Linked DNA regions of Rattus norvegicus: region 1 is linked to region 2. The links are chromatin contacts, called in public Hi-C maps. All regions are on one chromosome and are shown on one strand. The core of a region is the stretch at or near the end of the contact, and the rest is flanking DNA. Distances in the headings are between cores, read along the strand shown.

Region 1 (6,352 bases), core at 53-2,552, 210 kb before region 2:
ACCCGTGTCTCATTCGTGAACCCAGAGCACTCTGGCTGGACTAGCGGAGCTACACTCCCACCTGGGAGCATAGAGCGGGTGACATATTTAACTACAAGAAGGAAGGAAGAGAAGGAGAAGAGGAAGGGGGAGGAGGGAGGAGAAGTGGGGGGAGGGAGGAAGGGAGGGGTGAAGGGAAGGAAAGAGGGAGAAGTGGAAGGAGGGAGGGAGAGGTGAAGGGAAGGAGGAAGGGAGGGAGGAAGGGGAGAGGGAGGGAGGGAGGCAATGAAGGAGGAAAGAGTGGATTAGAGCTCAGCTTCTTTGGAGCTCCCGTGCTGTTGTTTTAGTAATTAAAGACAGCTGTCCAGTGTATATGTCACACACACACACACACACACACACACACACACACACACACACACACACACACACACGGCATTCTCTTCTGTATGCACACACTGGTTGGGTTCGTCATTTGATATAGTGCTGTGACAGAGAGCCTGAGAACGCCCTAAGGAAGGAAGGAAGGGCTGTTCTGACTCACAGTCCACAGCGGGAAAGGACAGTGTCTGTGTGAGGAGCGGACCACGTGGCATCTGCATCAGGAAGCAGAGTGATGCAGGATGCTGCTCAGCTTAGTTTCCCCTCTGCTCAGTCTGGGACCCCAACCTGGGCCACTTAGGCTGGGTTCTACCTCAGCTGATATACTCTAGATAACCCTTTACAGACAAGCCCAGCTACCCGTTTCTGTTGTGATCCTAAATCTCATCTGGTTGGCAATAAAGATTAACCATCACACACGTACACACACACACACACACACACACACACACACACACACACACCATATACATTACACCATATACATACATCACACACATACCATATACATCACACACCACACTATACATACTACATATACACACACCATACACATTACAACATGCACATGCACACATGCAACACAAAACACACATACACCATATAATTATACCACGTACATCACACACATACCACATACACACACCACACCATACATACCATACATACCATACATACGCACACCATACACATTATACCATATATATCACACATGCACAAGCACACATACAACATACACATCACACACTCCATATACATCTCACACATACACATGCCACATTATACATAGCACACATATACACACACCATACACATTACACCATCTCTCTCTCTCTCACACACACACACACTCGCGCGCGCGCGCGCACACACACACACACACACACACACACACAATTTGAGGCTAGATCACCACTAGAGGGAGGCAGAGGAGCGTGACAAGAAACACAACTGCTGTTGGCACTGTTTTATGAACCAGACCGAGCTGGATTCTTCAGCTCCCTTCATTCTCCTTGGGCATCTGTCAAGGAAAGCAGGAGGAACGCACAAGAGTACTAGAGAGATGAGTCTAATCAAAGGATGGTGTGATCCAAGGGTAAAACGTCACAGTAGAGCCCGTTACTAATTTGTACAATTAATAAATGCTAGTGAGTGGGGTGTGTCGTAGGAAATAAAGGGGAAAACCTGCTGGTCATAAAGTAATGCAGAGCCCTGAAGGGAGCCTCTCGGGTCATATGATCCAGGACTCTGAGCAGACAGGTCTTTGCAGAGTTATTTGTCCTCCGGCTCAGTCTCTTCCTCAGTGAAAGGATCATATCGATCGCACTCATTGGGTAAACACTCAGGTCACATAAACAGAACAGTGAAAACCTCCCCTAGCAGAGAGCCTTTCACTAGCAGAGAGCCCTGCAGATGACAAGGCAAACACTGTTGCTGACCCAGCATTTGGGTCACATTTTGCTCAGTTCTGTTCTCACAGTTCCCAAGGAAGAGCCACAGATAAGGATAGAAAAAAAGGGAAGAGCTGAGCTGATGGTCAGTGCTTTTAGCATCTAAGATGTTCGGTGACCAGGAGATGATTGTTGCTGTGGGTTTCTTAAATGCTCCCCGTGCAGAAGTCCCATAAACTTATCACCTAAAATGAGCTTCTCTCTTGTCGTTTACCAAGTGAGGAGTGGCATCGTCCACGGGCAACTGAGACATGGTCAGTCTCCTGATGTAGTACTCACCCTCCCGTGTTGTAATGCAAGCTGTTCCCTCTCCGGTGCCACTTCCTCTTCCTGACAATTGCAAGAAGTGAGGGGGGGGGCAGTATTTTTCACTACCAGTAATTAATTCCTCAGTAGCCACTGGCTGTGTTGAAAGGTTTCAGCAATCAACCAACGCACCATGGAGTCCTCCCCCTAAGACCAGGGAGTGAAGGAGGCAGAGAGTAGACAGTAGACATAACAAATAAGCTAATTGCATAGAACACTAAAAGACAATCATGATGTAAATTAAGGGAAGCCAAGGCATGCAGGATTTGGGTGTTGGATGCGAAATTTTAAGTAGAGAGTTATGAGGGGCACATTTCCCTGTGCCCACTAACTCAGCTCAGATCTAACCCAGCCATCCAACCTTAGCTCCTACTGCTGACCTAATAACTTCAGCCCTGCTCTCTCTCCCGAGTCCCGTGCACGCCTAAGTACGTGTGCGTTCAAATGTGTTTCCACAGGCTAGTGGCAGGAAAAGAGAACACAGAACTCTGGCACCTAACTTCTCCCTCGATCTCTACTCAGTATGGCAACTCAGTGTCGGGCATTTTCACAGGGACAATTTGATTGGAGCCAGAGTTTTTAAGTTCAGGTGCCGGTCCCCTGAGGAATCACTTGCCCTCATGGCTGGAACGACCACATCCCTGTTCTACCTAGAAAACTCTTTGCTCGTGGGTTTGGGGAAGTAACCAAACAAGCCCACCAGACCGTACTAAACAAACGACCTAAGGGAAGGGCCAGGCTTCCCGAAAGACTAAAGAAAGGGCTTGAACTGATGCTGGCCTTTAACCGCATTTGAACCATGGAAACCATGTGATGGTGAGCTTCCGCTGCCCCTCCCCCAACGCCCAGCCTCGCCCAGATGCTTTTTCTCCTGCCTGTGTTTCCTCATCCCATGACTCTGGCAAAATTTCAGGCTGCTTATTCAACCTGTCGCAAGACACTCTCTGTGCCAAAGGGAAAGAAAGAGAATGAAAGGGCTCCAGTGCCCTGTACAGGCTCCAGGGCACTGGCTGCCAGTCTAGCCGAGGATGATGCAGCCCAAGGCCCCATCAATAGCTGGAAGCGAGCAGCACAAGCCAGCCTTTAAATTCGAAGTCTGCGCTGGAAAAAAAAAGAAAGAAAGAAAAGAAAAGAAAAGAAAAAGATTAGCTAATTCTTAATGTCATAATTCTGTGCGCCCATAGCCAAAGGTTCCAACCACTCCCGTTCATACCATTTAGCAAACAGGAGTTTGTTGAGGGCCTACTGTGTGTAAGGCACTCTACTAACAATCCTCTACGTGTATGGACACTGTAGAATACATAATGACTCTTATGACTCAGCAAGAAAACAACAAAAGCCCAAGCTAAAAATAGAGCAATTGAAAAGATACTTTTTCTTTTTTCAAAAAATATGGACAAATGACTAGTAACATTACGAAAAGATGTTCTTTTTTTTTTCTTTTTTTTTTTTCCAGAGCTGGGGACCGAACCCAGGGCCTTGTGCTTGCTAGGCAAGCGTTCTACCACTGAGCTAAATCCCCAACCCCTATGAAAAGATGTTCTATATCATTAATTGTTACATTGTAGATGCCATGGCAAAATTATGCAATGTGTCCTTTTAAACTAGCCTGGCAGATTTAAAGATTAAATATTTACCCTCTTCCTGCTGCCTTCAGGTCAAGTGGTAGAGCTCTGAGCTCCTTCTCCAGCACTACGTCTGCCTGCATGCTGACATGCTTCCTGCAATGATGTCAGTGGGCCAAGCCTCTGAACTGAAAGCTGGCCCTCAATTAAATATTTTTCTTTATAAGAAAAAAAAACTTACTAGTTTATAAGACCTAACCATTACTCTTACAGTTGTTTGCTCAAGAGAAATAAAAACATGTACACATACAAAGGTAGATACAAAGTTTCTTCGCAACTTCATTCAGTGCATTTAGGAGGAACAGCATCAGTGGTCATCAGCCAACAGGCAGATGCGGTATGCCCATACAATGGAATACTACTCAACAATAAAAAGGAATGGAGTGCTAATACATAATACTGCGGTATTAATAGGTCTCAGGAACACAACCTATATGGGAAAAGAAGGCCCAGAAGAGCACACAGTGTAGAATCCTATTTACGTAGAAAGTCCAGTACAAGCAAACCTAGTGAGACCAGAAATAGGTGAGTAATTTCAAGACCAGAGTGTACGGAGAAATGAGTGTTAACGAACACAGACACTTTGTGAGGGGTGATCAGAATGTCCTGAAGTCGGATCGTGGTGAAAGCTAGGCAACTCCGACAATATATATAGAACGATAAAGTAAGTGCTTTGAAATGGTTGTCTTTGTGAGCCTTGTGTCTCAATAAAACTTGTCTATAAGAACATATCGCCTCCTTGCTGGCCAGAAAGATTCCTGGGGCCTCCAAAGCATGCAGCACATTGCTGCTGCTGTCTGTTGCCCACCAGAATAGGAAGTGAGGCCCAGTTGCTGAACCATGTGCTTTAGTTTTAGGACTTGGCAGAATAAGACTGGGGCTGAGCAGAAGGTTTCCTTCCTATGGGCTGACCCTACCCCACTGTGAGCCCCATATACTACAATACATATACAACTGTGGCATGAGGGTCATGGACTCATCCACTTCTCTTTGGTTAGATTTGAAACTATCAGGATGTTTTAATATCTACTAAGTATCCTCTTGAGCTAGGATTTCTTAGCATGTAAGGATTACATTGTGTTTTATTGACTTTTTTCTTTTTTTTAAAAAGATTTATTTATTATATATAAGCACATTGTAGCTGTCTTCAGACACACCAGAAGAGGGCATTGGATCCCATTACAGATGGTTGTGAGCCACCATGTGATTGTTGGGATTTGAACTCAGGACCTTTGGTAAAGCAGTCAGTGCTCCTAACCACTGAACCATCTCTCCAGCCCGACTTCTTTTTTTTTTTTTAATGAAAACCACTAAAGAGTTCTGTTATACCTTTTGTGACAGCCTAAGTGGGTGCAGAGATGTTCTGAAGACAAGGGTAACAGAATGCATTGAGAGATGGTCTCTGTAAGGTGAACACTAGCAAGATATATAGCTGTCCTAACACATGGAAGATCTTCAAGAAATATTCATGGACGGAATTAGAATCAGTGGACAGCATCCAACGGCAAAATCACAACTTATCAAAGTATGCATATCTGTATCATGTGTAACACCCAAGTCTTAGGGACAGTCACGGAAGAAAAGGTCAAAAGATTCGAAGAGCCAGAGGCCAGGGAGGACAAGAGCTAAACAGTGTCTTCTGCACATGACAGGACAGCCTCACTCATGACTTCATAGCTCCTGTGGCTGTCTCCACAGGATCAAGCCAGTCAACCTTCTGATACAGAGCAGAGAGGGGCTCGTGAGCTCCCACCTTTAGCTAAGGAGCTACTTACTGATGGTTGGTAAAGTCTCTAGATGATGGGAGGTCATTCGCTAGAGAGAGAGAGAGAGAGAGAGAGAGAGAGAGAGAGAGAGAGAGAGAGAGAACAGGGGAGGAAGGGAAGGGATGGAAAGGAAAGGAGGAAGGAAGGAAGGAAGGAAGGAAGGAAGGAAAGAAGGAAGGAAGGAAAAGAGGAAGGAGAAAGAGCAAAAGAGTATTTGAAACAAAGAACACAACTTTATGCCTCTCAACCATAATTATTCCAACACACTTAGGATTTGGTTTTGAGAAAGTAACTTTTAAAATCATCCTGCTTCTGGTAGCAACATGTTTTGTTGTTGTTTTCTTCCTGGGTTTGCAACTGTAACACTCTTTCCCCAGTCAAGTCTTCCTGTATCTATCCAATTAAGCAGATGGCCCTGTGGCACCTATGTCTGTCCCAGCAGTTGGGTACATGTATTTACAGTGAGCATCTGAGCACATTCCTATGTCACATATCACTGCCAGTGTCCCCACGATGGTTCACAGCGAGAAGGAATCAAAGCCCTGCTGGTTGAAGCTGATAAACAGAACGCTGATTATTAAAGGGAGAGGGAGACTTTCCCACAGTTAAAAATAAAGGTTTTGATTATTTTCCTATATTTTAGGAAAGAAATAGAAGTGTAGAAAAATGACTGGCCCAGGTCAAGGGCTCGCACCCTCCGTGGAACCCTCCATGAATCAGTGAATCGGCGGGCACACCGCAGAGACACATTGCCGCCTTTCCCACTGCAGACACTGCAGACAATGAAAGCTTAGAGCACCACAGAGCGAAGTGGCACCTCAGGCTAAGCCCCACTTATCACCGA
Region 2 (7,133 bases), core at 1,281-3,780:
TGTAAGCCTTTCTGCAGATCCCAGGAGTTCTCCCTTCCCTTCTCACCACAACTCCGAGGCACCGGTCAGCAGTCTCCCCCACGCCACCCCCATTAAAATCAAGTCTCTCAAGGAAAGACGATCCACTCTGTATTCAATGCTGACGCCAGTCTTCGACACATCCATTGACTCACGGTGGCTTAGTTTTAGCTGTTCCATTCACCAAGATCTTGCTTTACTTCTAACTGCAGACACCCATTACCTTCCAGGCCAAGAGTAAGAATGCAAAAGGTGCTCTCCCCAAGGGCCGTCTAATGCCCAGCAGGCCAACATTATTTCAGGGATTCTAAAAACAAAAAACAAAAACAAAAGACAGCACAGCACTCAGTGCAGAGAAGCAACCAGGTATGAATGCTTCCTTGGGTAAATCCTTCTAAGCAAAACACAAACAAAAACCCACCAAACAAACGAAACTTTGGTATTTTCTGGATGGGTTCTTAGTTGTTTAAAAGTCTGTGCTACACGAGGCCCTGTCTCAAAAAGAAAAACACAGAAAGAAAAGTTTATCTAAAACATTTGGCACCTCTGAAGGTTCATGCTTCAGTTGTAGCCCAGGCTGGCCTGGAATTCATACTTTGTAGCTCACACGGCCCTCAACTCCTAGCAATCCTCCTGTTTCTGCCTTAGATAAGGGATAATAGTACCCTCTGGTATCCCAGGGGCAGGCCTGTTTGTGTATTTATGTGTGTTCATCTTTTAAAGACAAGATTTCAAGATCTCAAGTAGTCCAGGCTGGTCTCTAACTTGCTATGAAGCTAAGGTTGGCCTTGAACTCCTGACCTCCTGACTACCTACTAGGATTATACAGATATCATCCTATCTAGATATCCTTCAAGTCCAAAATAGCACAATGTAGGGAACTCGGAGCTGACTCTGACCAGCACCTCCCTCCGGACTTTTTAGGGAACTAGATTTGGTGTTATCTTCCTTGTAATAGGTACTCAGGTCAAAGTCAGTCCTTCAGACCCAGTTCTTCAGATCTAATCAACCTCGAGGAGGGGAAGGGTGAGAAAACTGGGGCAGTGGAAACAATGAACAGCGGTAGATATAACAATTCCTTTGTATTTGTTAAAGGCTCAGTCAGGATCACACTCCCTGGTGGGGTGGCTATGGGGGATCCTTTCCTAGTGCAGGACAGTCCTTTTCCACCTGGACTTAAAGCAGCAACAAAAGCTTCCAGTCCAAAGTGATAAATCGGGATTGGGGATTTAGCTCAGTGGTAGAGCGTCTGCCTAGCAAGCGCAAGGCCCTGGGTTCAGTCCCCAGCTCCGAAAAAAAGAAAGAAAAAAAAAAAAAAAAACCAAAGTGATAAATCAGGGCAGAAACCCTCCTGGCAATATCACTTTTTTTGCAAGGTCATCCATCTATCTGTCTATTATCTATCTATCTATCTATCTATCTATCTATCTATCTATCTATCTATCGGTCAAGATAGATGCTTTATGAAGACACAAAGGCGTGAGGTATGGAAGATGAGAACTGAGTCTTAGCCACTCATTCTCTATTGAATGAAATGTGGACATCTAGCTCGACCAGATTCCTGGACAGAACCCTATACTTTTTCAGTAACAGACCTCAAATTTGGCTCCCATAAGTTTATGTCCCGAGACAAAAACAAGACCAATATAACCTCCTGTTTACCCAGCCTTCCAAGTACTAGCAGATAGAAATCATGTGCCTCCCCTCCCTATCCTGCCCTCAACTTGCATCCCCACTGCTTACAAGAAAGCCTTACATGACATTTGCACTCTTACCAGCTCAGCAATTCTTTCTGTCCTCTTAGCTAAGTGTTGTGCGTAATCACAGACGCTATGTATTCTAGGTCCCATGAACTGAGAGGGTAAGGGGCAGCCTCAGGGGTTTTCAGAGCTGGTGCCTGAAAGATAGCTTTGGTTTCCTCGTTTCTGGACCAAAGCGATCATTTAGGTCGGAAGCCGTCTTCTCACAGCGGGTTTCCGTGACTTATTTACACAAATGCCCAGCAGAACATCGAGTCCGTGATCAGGGTGGGTTGGCACACCCTGCTGCCAAGTAATTGTACTACTGTCGAAGATTAAAAACACTCTGTGCTCTTAGGCAATCGCCCAAGTTCAAGGTTTCAAAATTTAAAAAAATTAGAAAAAAAGAGCACAAATAGATTAAAAAAAAAAAAAAAAGAGCTCTCCTGGTAACTGTTTTCCTCTTGTAGGGTTTACATGCCCACCCCGGCCGCACCCGGCTGGCAGGTTCCTCTACAGTATTTACAAAGCGTCGCGGCACCCTGGCCTTCTTGGAAAATTCCCTTTGCCAGGAAGGCGACCTAGCGGGCCAGCAAAGGCGGGAAGCCCAGGGGCTGCAAGCCCTCCTCCACCCGTGCCTGCAGTGCACAGACACGTGCGTGCGACAACTGGTAGGACAGACCCGCACGTGAACTCAGCGTGCGGCAGGCCCCGGAGGGGAGGAGCGTGCGCTGACCAGCTCGTGGGCCGGACGTGCGCCGCAGCCAATCTACGCAGACCTGCCTCGAGGCCACGCCCCTTTGTTGCCAGCCGCGGAGAGTCCCGGCCTGACCTCTTCAGGACGCTGAGACTGCTGGCGGGCTCTGCTTAGGCTGCAAAGCGGTGCCCATCACTTTTCTGTGAGTGAATACAGTAGAGGATACGGTCCACGTGTCCCCGCTTGGGATCTCGGAGATAGGGTTCCTCCCCTACACCAGGTTGGGGTGTCGGGTTCTTCCCGGTCCTCTTCCCTGGTAACCACTTCAGGACTTAAGCCTACCTTCTTCATCGCTCCCAACCCCAATACCTACTCTCAGAAATCATAGGCGGAATAAAAAAGTTCCAAGTGTTGACATCCAATCCACTGAGGTGTGGTTTTGTTTTGTTTTTGCCTTCTGTTACTTTTTGAACCAGACAGGTCTTTAATCCCCACACTCTCCAGGCAGAGCCTGGTGGATTTCTAGGAGTTTTAAGCCAGCCTGATTTACACAAGGAGCTCCAGACAAGCCAAAGCTAGCGGTGAGACCAAACAAACAAGTTAATGATTAATTTTCGGAAGCCAAATGTGGCGGTAGTCCGCAACTGTAAGCACAGCACTTGGAAGGCAGAGGCAGGAAGATCAGAATTTCGGGGTCATATTATAGTGAGTTAGAAGACAATCTGGGCTACATGAGGCTCCATCTCAAACACTGGTTTTAAAATGTGAGGGTTTTTTCATTTAAATTTTAGCAAGCATACAAAATAATGGGTTTCACTATAAGATGTTCATACATGTATGTCATTGTACCTTGCTATTATTATTATCATTTGGAGGGACAGGGCCCTGCTATGTAACTAGGCTGCCCTCAAAACGAAGTTCCTTCTGCTTTAAGCTGTCCAACCTCTTCATGCTGGCGCTGGATTTCAGATGTGCACCTCCATGCCCAGATACAAAAAAATTTACTTTTTGTTTTTTAAAGTCGTACGTGCTCATTGGGCAAAGATTAAAAGATACAGAAAATTACTTTTTTTGTTGTTTTTTGTTTTTTAAACTAGTACACGTTCATTGGGCAACGGTTAAAAGAACATCAAATATCCATGGTGGTATTTCCTTCTGAATTTCCTTATCTGTGCAGACACTTCCTAAAGCCCCAGGAGCTCTGGTATTTGACCTTACTGATTGCTCTTCACAAAATGCCACAGCTCCCGGTGGTCATCAGATGTTATCATTAAGAATTTTACTTTCTAATTAAAATAACCTGAAGCTGGTCATGGCGGCTGGGCTGGCCTTGAACATACAAGTAATCCCCCACCTCGGACTTCCAAGTTCTGAGAGGCAAGTTTAGAAGGAAATATTACCAGGAATATTTGACGTTCCTTCACCCATTGCACATCTAAAATTGTGTGGAGGACAGCATCTTTCGTGTGTATCAGATGCCTGATGCAGCCTCATAGACGTGACCCTACAGCCAGCCCTGAGACCCAGCAGTCCCACAGAAATAACTACCATTGCCAACAACAGTTATATTAGCCTGAAACTTGCTATGTAGCCCAGGCAGGCTTTGAACTTACAGAAATCCTCCAGCTTCATCTTCTTGAGTGCTAAGATTACAGGGCCACCATAATCAAATCACAAAGCATAATTTTTAATTTTTTGAGCACTTAAAGGCCGCCCTCATCGTATTAATGCTCAACTCCGCCAAACATGTAGGCTGGCATGGAACTCATGACTTTTCTTCTACCTCTGCATCTTTGGCACCAAAACAAGAGAAGTGTTTTAATTTTTAACTTTTATCTATATGTGGGGACAGGGGTCATGTGCCTAAAGGCATACATGGAGGTCGGAGGACATCTTTCTGGAGTCTATTCTCTCCTTCTGGGAATGTCTGGGGTCCCATTCAGGTCATTAGACTTGGCAGCAAGTGCCTTTCCCCACAGAACCACCTCACCAGCCTACAGCCTGGTTTTTAAGAGGTCTTACCAGTCATCCGGTTATTTATAACAGAAGCCCCGGAAGAAGTACACAGCCACAGAACATTTAAAAAGGACTTTCTGTCCCCTTGCTCAGTAAAGTTACTTGTTGCTGAGATGCACCAACATTGTACCAAGTGTTGTTACTTATGAGGATTCATTCTGAAGCCAGTACTTGGGAGTTTTTTAAGGTTAGAAAATAAATTGGTTTCCTATACAGCAGTAGCAGCTATGTGACCTTTCGCTCAGTCAAATGATCTAGTGAAGAAGCTTTCACATAAACCAGCATCTAACAAAAACATGATCCCAGCTAAAAATGGATTCCCTCTGGCACTCTCCAGTGACATCTAAGCCACAGGAAATGACACGGCACCAGCACGCCAGAGTCTTGGTAGAATACACACTGACTTATTTAAGAGGATTGTTTTGCTACTGTTGTTGTTTGAAACAGGGTCTCACTGTGTATCTATGACTGCCCTGGAACTCTCTATGGAACCCAGGCTGGTCTTGAACTCCTAGAGATCTGCCTCTAAAGATGGGATGCTATGCCCAGTTGCTGTTTATGACAGGAGGACTATGGGACAACAATTGATGAGATTCTTATTTTTACTTTTTTATTTATCTATTTATCTATTTATCTATTTATTTATCTATTTATCTATTCATGTATGTTCAGTCACATATGCCAAGGCCAAAGAAGATGCCCTGCTTTGTGTCTCTCTACCTTATTCCTTTAGAAAGGGCTGTTTCTGCACATGGAGGTCTGCTAGCAGCCAGTTCCTTTCTCTCTCTACCCTAGGGTTACAGGTAGGTAGCCATGGCTACACCCTACTCTTTATGTGAGTGCTGGAGATTCTGGAAAAGCTCCCTATGCTTGTGTGGCTAGCACACTCACCCACTAAGCAAGCCATCTATCTTGCAAGTCAGCATTTTGATTTTCTTCTATGAAGCCTATCAGGAGGAAGGTGCAATTAAAAAAAAATCTATTATATCTTAGGTCATTTTGATCCTACAATCCAAAGCTATGAAATGAACTTGGATTCTTTTCGTTATTCAAACACAGAGGTTTCAAAAACCCATTTCTCTAGGAGGAGGCCATTGAGGTGTATCATGTGGGTCAGCTGGATGGAGGTTGCAGCAACCGTCTTCTAGTTTGCCCGGGAATGGAAGTTTGATGGAACTTATGCATCTGCTAGGAGGGAAAGCCAACGGGAACTAGAAAGAGTTGCTCACTCAGTTTGGAGGTGAGCTTGGTCAGCTGCAGACTGCCCTGCTGGTACAGAAATCCTGGCTTGGGTTTCACCCTTCTCTTCACAATGGAGCCCTTGACAGTTTATGTAAATGCAGGAAGATTGGCAATGGACGACTGACTGCTACATACTCAGAACTGTCCAGAAAATGGGAAGCCTGGTAAATGTTTGTCGTCTTGCTTGCAAAGTGGCATTTGTGTGTGTGAGTACAGCATACAAACTTTTCTAAAACTCTTTAATGTGTACCTCAGCCTTGTTTGAAGAGAAAATCCTTCTTTCTTCCTTTTTCTTCAGCACCTAAGCTCCCGACCTTCCTTAGAAACAACAATGCAACTTAGTTGCTGCTGCTGTTGCTTCTGTTGTTGCTGGGGGGGGGGGGGGGGGGGGCATGTTACCTTTTGTACCTTTTGAGGAACCAGGGCCTCACACGTTAGACAAACACTGAGCTCCACCCCCAGCATTCCAAACACTGTTTGCTTTTCCATGTGGGGTCCTAGATGTGCTCATCCTTCTGCCTCGGCCTCCCAAGTGATGAATGCCAAGGAGCTCTGAATTCTGGGATTAGAAGCGCAGTCCATTCTTTGTTTGTTTGTTAAGATAGGGTCTCAAAACTGTAGTTTAGCTGGAAACTTATTGTATTGTCCACGATGGCCTCAAACTCACAGAAAACCTCCTACCTCAGCCCCCTCAGGATGACAGGTCTGAGCTACGATGACTTTGTTGTTCGTCTGTGTTTGTTTTTTGAGATAGGATCTGGAATGGCCTACCTTCGCCTCGAGTCCACTATGGTTGAGGATGACCTTGAACTCATCTTACTGCCTCTAAGCTTACAGGCATGTATCGCCCTACCCAGCTAATTTCTTCTTAAAATGAAGGCTAGGAATCTAGTGAGGCAGTCCGTGATTAAACCACTTCCTGCACACACAAGAGGATGAAAGTTCAGATAGGCGCACCCACACAAATACCTGGTGTGCGTGGTAGCGTGTCTATAATTCCTCTCTCTCAAGGCTGCCCTTTCCCAAAGCAAACTAGCTATTGAGACTAGCTTTACCAGAGAGCTCTGGGTTTGACTGAGAGACCCTACTTCAATGAGTATGGTGGAGTGATCAAGGAAGATTTCTGAAAATACCCACAGGTCCCCACACGCATGCTTGCAGATGTGCATACGTGCCTGCACACATGGGCACTAACGCACGTGTAACACGCACAAACACATAAACATACCCCCACATGTACTATGCATGTTAAAGAACAAAAACAACAACAAAAGCAGTCTACGGGGTAACTGACTCAAAGCACAATAGTTCCCTGTGGAAGGCTCTTTGGAACCTCAAGCCCTGCGGCTCCCGCCGGTTATACTGACCTCCTGTGGGCTATTCAAAACAACATCAAAGACAGGCCATCAGGCACGCAGCTG

What was found. A called contact is a pair of places that touch in the nucleus more often than the background predicts.
Region 1: a Hi-C map of liver shows a contact between it and region 2, with 2.6 times the contacts expected there. The contact joins two enhancer-like sites. A contact is called at or near these places in 9 of 12 Hi-C or Micro-C datasets (Schwann cells, frontal cortex, hepatocytes and 4 more) and 1 of 1 datasets of contacts at active chromatin or transcription factors (oligodendrocytes).

Annotation. Positions count from the first base shown.
Region 1 is chr17:72,112,686-72,119,037 of GRCr8, reverse strand. No RefSeq gene overlaps it. Among named protein-coding and RNA genes, the nearest start is that of Pfkfb3, 170 kb to the right of the region's middle. Within about 2 kb of position 1,302, at least 42 of the 93 cell types and tissues checked have an H3K27ac peak or open chromatin away from gene starts, as enhancers often do. A contact at or near this core is called in hepatocytes and liver, where this site is marked.
Region 2 is chr17:71,907,143-71,914,275 of GRCr8, reverse strand. It overlaps a transcript of Pfkfb3 not described here. Among named protein-coding and RNA genes, the nearest start is that of Pfkfb3, 34 kb to the left of the region's middle. Within about 2 kb of position 2,530, at least 67 of the 93 cell types and tissues checked have an H3K27ac peak or open chromatin away from gene starts, as enhancers often do. A contact at or near this core is called in hepatocytes and liver, where this site is marked.